Regions from separate parts of the Mus musculus genome. Here region 2 is linked to region 1. The links are chromatin contacts, called in public promoter capture Hi-C maps. All regions are on one chromosome and are shown on one strand. Each heading gives the region's core, a stretch centred on a gene start, on an enhancer-like site or on the middle of the called end of the contact. The rest is flanking DNA. Distances are from core to core; before and after follow the strand shown. Region 1 holds the start of 6030442K20Rik (RIKEN cDNA 6030442K20 gene). Region 2 holds the start of Klhl12 (kelch-like 12).

Region 1 (2,700 bases), core at 153-2,652:
AAGCTCCTTGATTGTTTTTCTCTCCTGTAGATTGGATTCAGACCATCCTTCACGGCCAACAGTAAACTCCTGGAGAGTTTTTACCCCTCACCGGAACTCCTACTCAACAGTGTCTTTAAGAGGTTGATCTTTAGGGCTAGGCTTATAGGTAGGCTCTGTAGGTAAGGCTTAGGTTCAATCACCAGTACCAGAAGAGCTGAAAGCAAACAAACCAAACCCAAACCCAAACCCAAACCCAAACCCAAACCAAAGCAAACCAGCACAGCAGCAGCAGCTGCAACAACAAAAATCCCAACCCGTCTAATGTTATTTCCTTCTTCTCTCTCACTCCAGGACTCACTAGGGAGCCCAGGCTCCTTCCTGAGTGCTGAGATTACATATATGAGCTATAAGACTGGGTAGGAATTTTTATTTTTTAAACATTAACTTGATCATATTATTCCTTCCTTGAAAATTTTACAAAATGCATGTTCCATTAGAAAAAAACATGGCCAGGGACACCAACAGTCTGCCTACAGAAAATAAACCCATATACACGTGAAAAGTTCATCATTATTACTTCATAAGTGAAACAATGTATTTTTTTTTCTGTTTCACTAAGCCAGTGGGTACAGCCAAAGAGACCTGATAATAAATCACTGTGAGAAGTGCAGAAATATTTCTACAAATTATTTCTGGTTCTATAGTATTTGGATAGCATTTCGGAAATATTGGACACGAAAGGGAGTGAAAATTGTCCAATATCTCTGAGCCTCAATTACTGTTTTTGGGTTAAATGGCTACATGAAAGACATATTTAGGAGATAGTAACTGGTAAATAATGGCTTATACTTGCTGTCACCTGATTTTTTTATGCACTTTATATGCTTAACTCATTTAATCCTCGTAATTCTCTAAGTAGTATTATTATCACTGTCATTTTACGCACAAGGAAAGGGTTAAATACCCATAACGGTGAAGTCAGTTAGGAGGACCTCTAGATTACTGTCATTATAGCTACACAGGGGTGACTTGCCCACCACATTGGATAAACACTTCCCACCCCACGCCCATTATTTACCATTAGCTGGTCTTCTCTGATTGCTCTGTGTACATCAAGTCTGACAGAACTGTGGGACACTCAGTCCATCTCTCTTGACAATGTTCCTGTGCCCTAATCGATGTTGTGTACACAGTAATACCGCAGGAAAGGGCCTAACAAATACTATCGTGCCGTTTTATGTGATGCATAGCATAGTTTTAGAGACGTGAAATAATCTTCACGAAACTAAGTCAGACACATAGTAATTATAGTACTCATAGTAAGGTGAGCCAAGCCAGCACGCGCTCTGACCACGCCAAAGAGCTCCAACACTCTTGCACTAGGGGCCGACCTTTCCCGCTTTCCTGCGGTAGAAAGAATCGCCCGGAACCTTTCTTGCGGAGTCTCAGGCAGCCGCCGGGACAACCCAAGGAACACACGGCATTGTGAGTATTAGTGGGTTAGTGATATGCCTGAAATTTCTTGCTCACTTACGTGGTCCCGGAGAGAAAAGCTTTACATTCTTGTACTTTTTGGAGTTCCGACTGACTATGACATTTTTTTCTCCCTCGATAATATTATAGTTGTTTGATTACAAGAGCGTTTAATATTTTTTTTAATTAGGGAGAAATGTGGACAGCTACGTAAAACGAACAAGGAAGGCGGGGGAGGAAAGCGGAAGCCGCGGGGCCTTCTAAGTCCGAAAGTCTCCGGAGCTTGCGCCAGGCTCTTCGCGGCGCCCCCCACTTAGACGCGGGGCTTCTGAGCGGGTGGGGGAGAAGGAACTGTTGCCGGTGCGGAGACCAGGCGGCCAGCGTCTGCAGGGATGAACCTCGAGTTGCTGGGTGAGGAGGGCTTGCCTGCGACTTAGCAAACCCTTCGGTATTGGGAAGGAGGGAACCTGGGCGGGAGGGACCGCAGGCTGCAACCTTAGGGACACTCTTCGGAGATGGTTCATTGAGTGCTCGTGAGGTGGAGTTGCAGCAGCAGGAGTAAGACCAGCTTCTGTCCGAAGAGAATGCATTACTTTTCTGAAACCGCTTTCAGATCAGTTGTGGAGTCATTGAGGCACTTTTTGTCCGAGCTGTGATTTCGAAGATCGCAGGTGCTGAAGTAACAAATCAGACAGGACCAGAGTTTTGGAGATGCAGTCAGAGGAAGAGTGACCTAGGGTGGGTCAATTTTGAAGACCTGTCAGGGGATCCGGTGCCTAGATGGGATTACTCTTGCTGGAAAGGTGTTACTTAACCAGATTTTATTTTAAAAATAAAAAATAAAAAAAAGGTTAAGGGAATAGGTAAGGGTGTTGTAATTCGGCACTAAGTGGCGTAGTTGGCATTTGGAATCCAGTCATCTTGACTGCCCGTTTAAGGTCCTTAACCGTAGGGAGGTGTAGATCCCCGGAAATGTGAACTACACAAGCAGTTGTTTTATTCTCGAGACAGGGTTTCTCTGTATAGCCCTGGCTTCCCTGGAACTCATTTTGTAGACAAGGCTGGCCTCGAACTCAGAAATCCACCTGCCTCTGCCTCCCAAGTGCTGGGATTAAAGGCGTGCGCCACCACCGCCCAGCCAGTCAGTACTCTTAGCCGCTGAGCCATCTCTCCAGCCCACTTACAAAGATAATTTTTAAAGTGTTCTTTGTCTTTATAGCGGCTTTATTGGAGCATGGGTGCATG
Region 2 (2,700 bases), core at 11-2,510, 2.0 Mb after region 1:
CCCCTTGAATTTGTTCTCTCCTGCTTTAGTCTCCCAAGTGTGGGTATGCACGTGTAATGTCTAGCTCTCACAGAAATTCTTAAAGAATTTGTGTGTTTTTCTGCTCATCAGGAAAGCATTTGCCTAGATGAAAGAAAAAGGGCAAAGATGTTACTAGGGGAAATGCATATATAAAAGCAGAAGTAGCCAGAGAAGACCAGGAGAACCAGTAGATATGTTTTGTAATTTTAAGATTTTATGTGCATAAATGGTTTGCCTACATGTATACATGAGCACCATGTATGTGCCTGGTGCCCAAGATCGTTAGCTTCTGTTCTAGCTACCTTAAGTTCATCTGCTGTAGTAGTTCTGGGTCCAGATTTGGTGGGGAAGCATTCCTGCCCTGAAGTCTGATGACTACACTACAAAACCTAGACAAAATAGATCTACATTGATCATTTTAACAACTATTTCCAGAGTGCCCTCAACATTTTCTATCAATTCTGCACTCTGTCCACCATATTTAAATGTCAGGAACAGTTTGGGATCAAGAAGCTATGACACGAAGAAAACACTATGTAAAACGAAGACGCTGCCCTCTTGACTACACTTTACTATCCCTAAGAACCAAACGCCGTGCAAAGGAAAACTGGATAATCCAATTAGTCATTCATCTATACTGGAACAAGAAACATCTTTCCCTTCTCAGCCAAAGGCAAAAAGTCAAAATCAACGAAAAGCAAACGTCCTAAGAACCGCAGCACTAATGAACGACCATGGTGAGTCAGAGGAGAGGAGATGGCTGTGGCGTCTTCTTTGAGAAGGGTCTTTGCAGTTTCCCCTACTGCGACCCATTTCTGGTGGCTCAGTCAATCCACAAGTTCCTTTTCCTTGGAGTGAAGGAAGCAATCGCCTCATGGTGACAGGCACATTTAGGACCCTGTGGTTATCCGGGATGGGAAAGTCCTCCCTATGGTGAAGCGGAGCCTGATTCTTCAGAAACCGACCTAGAGAACTCTGAAACCCCGTGGGTCTCCCGAGTGTGGCAGGAACGCAGCCTAGCGCCTGCCATACCGCGTGGGGACCGCCAGTCTTGGGTCCTTCTGGCCTCCAGCGCACTGTCACACGCGGCACTCCCCACCCACCCGTCTACCCACTCTCAGGTCTCTTTTTCTGAGCTCTCAGGTAAGCAGGACTTCTTGGCTCGGCCTCCTAAGGTGACGTAACCCAGGAGAGGCCCGCCCCTCCCGTGGCGTGACGTCATCATGCCGCGCGGTCGCCGTACTCCGAGACTGGAGTTTACCACGGAGACTGCTCCGCAGCGGCTGGTCCGGGCGGCAGCGGCGGCGCTCCGGCTGCTCAGCCGCCTGGGAGCCCGGCGCCTAGCACCTCGGCTCGGACGGCCCAGGAGCCCTGGTGAGTGAGCGCGGCCCTGACACACGGCCTTTCCCTCTGCCCTCAGCCGGGGGCGCGGCCTTCCCCCAACCCGGGTACCCCCCCCAGCCCGGGTCGGTAGGAGATGAGCTGGGGCGCTGCAGGCATAGCGCTGCCTTCTCGGCTTCTCCGGAGCAGCTGCCGCCTGCCCCGGGAGAAGGTTTAACCTGGGAGGAAAGAATTCAGCTGAGAAACAGTAAGGGGACGTTTATTTAGTAAAGCTACACACTCCAAAGATTGGAGTGGGCTTCCTCCGAAGGTAGGCAGTAGCGCATTGGGGTTTTAAAGAAGTTTCTTAAGAATATTAGTGAGGTGTAAGGTATATTCATGCATGAAGGTAAGATAATTCCCTTTCCCTCCCAAATTATAGTGGTCTTCACCTCCTCTTGTAAGGCATTTATCCCCAGCAATCTTGAAAAAAAAAAAAAAAAGCAAGGTATGGGGTGGGAGATTTGGAAACTCCAACACATTGTAATGAAGCCAGTGCCTTTTGAGAATGCAGACCCTTTAACGCGGTTTTGGCAATTTGTTAAGTATCGTTTGCCTTGGTGGAACATCCCAAATACAGTTTTACAGATTTTGACCATGGGAACCTTAGTGTAGTCCCTGCTTAACCGGGAGACACAGCTACCAAGATACTGTTGCAGCTTCCATGATTACCGCATATCTAACTCCTTGCCTACCTAGGTCTCCCTAATACTTGATGGTAAGCTTGGTGTTCTTAGGGGAGAACTCCTTTCTCTCTCTCTCTCTCTCTCTCTCTCTCTCTCTCTCTCTCTCTCTCTCTCTCTCTCTCTCATTGCCTTTTTTCTTCCTTCTAGAATGATTTAGAATGGAACCCCTCTATTTACATATTAGCTGTTCTAGAATGTGTAGTTTTTGAATGGTGAATATATGGTCAGGCTTTGTGCTAGGAGGAAAGTTGCAGCCCTGAGGTTACTGTCATTTATGAAACAAATCTTAAAGTTTAATCACAGGCTGGGCCTTGTGCTAGAACACTAGGAAATCTTCATAATCTTCAGCTCCTGAGAATTCAGCAAATCCCCAGTTTCTTGCATCTCATAGTTTGAAACTATGTTAGCTTAAGCAAACCTTTTAAAAACAAAAAGCATTTACTTTAGCAAGTTGTCTCAGTTTTTGGTTAAATACATGTTGCAGAGTTTGGGGGGGGGGGGGAGTGTCCAGAGTCCTTTTGAAGGAGCTACTGAACAAAAGATGACAATGTAGAATCTCAGTTTTAATCTTAGGAAATTAGGATTGTAGACTTTAGATGAATAGTTTCTTTTT

The links. Promoter capture Hi-C pulls out the DNA fragments that hold promoters and counts their contacts.
Region 2: a promoter capture Hi-C map of pre-B cells shows a contact between it and region 1, with 4 times the contacts expected there. The contact joins the promoter of Klhl12 here to the promoter of 6030442K20Rik in region 1. A contact is called at or near these places in 2 of 39 promoter capture datasets (embryonic stem cells and pre-B cells).

The regions. Positions count from the first base shown.
Region 1 is chr1:132,475,662-132,478,361 of GRCm38.p6, forward strand. It overlaps 6030442K20Rik (RIKEN cDNA 6030442K20 gene), which reads right to left and starts at 1,403. Exons shown (of 2, transcript NR_165177.1): 1 at 1,061-1,403. Rbbp5 (retinoblastoma binding protein 5, histone lysine methyltransferase complex subunit) reads left to right here and starts at 1,706. Exons shown (of 14, transcript NM_172517.2): 1 at 1,706-1,866. The coding sequence starts at 1,848.
Region 2 is chr1:134,454,271-134,456,970 of GRCm38.p6, forward strand. Klhl12 (kelch-like 12) reads left to right here and starts at 1,261. Exons shown (of 12, transcript NM_001311136.1): 1 at 1,261-1,395.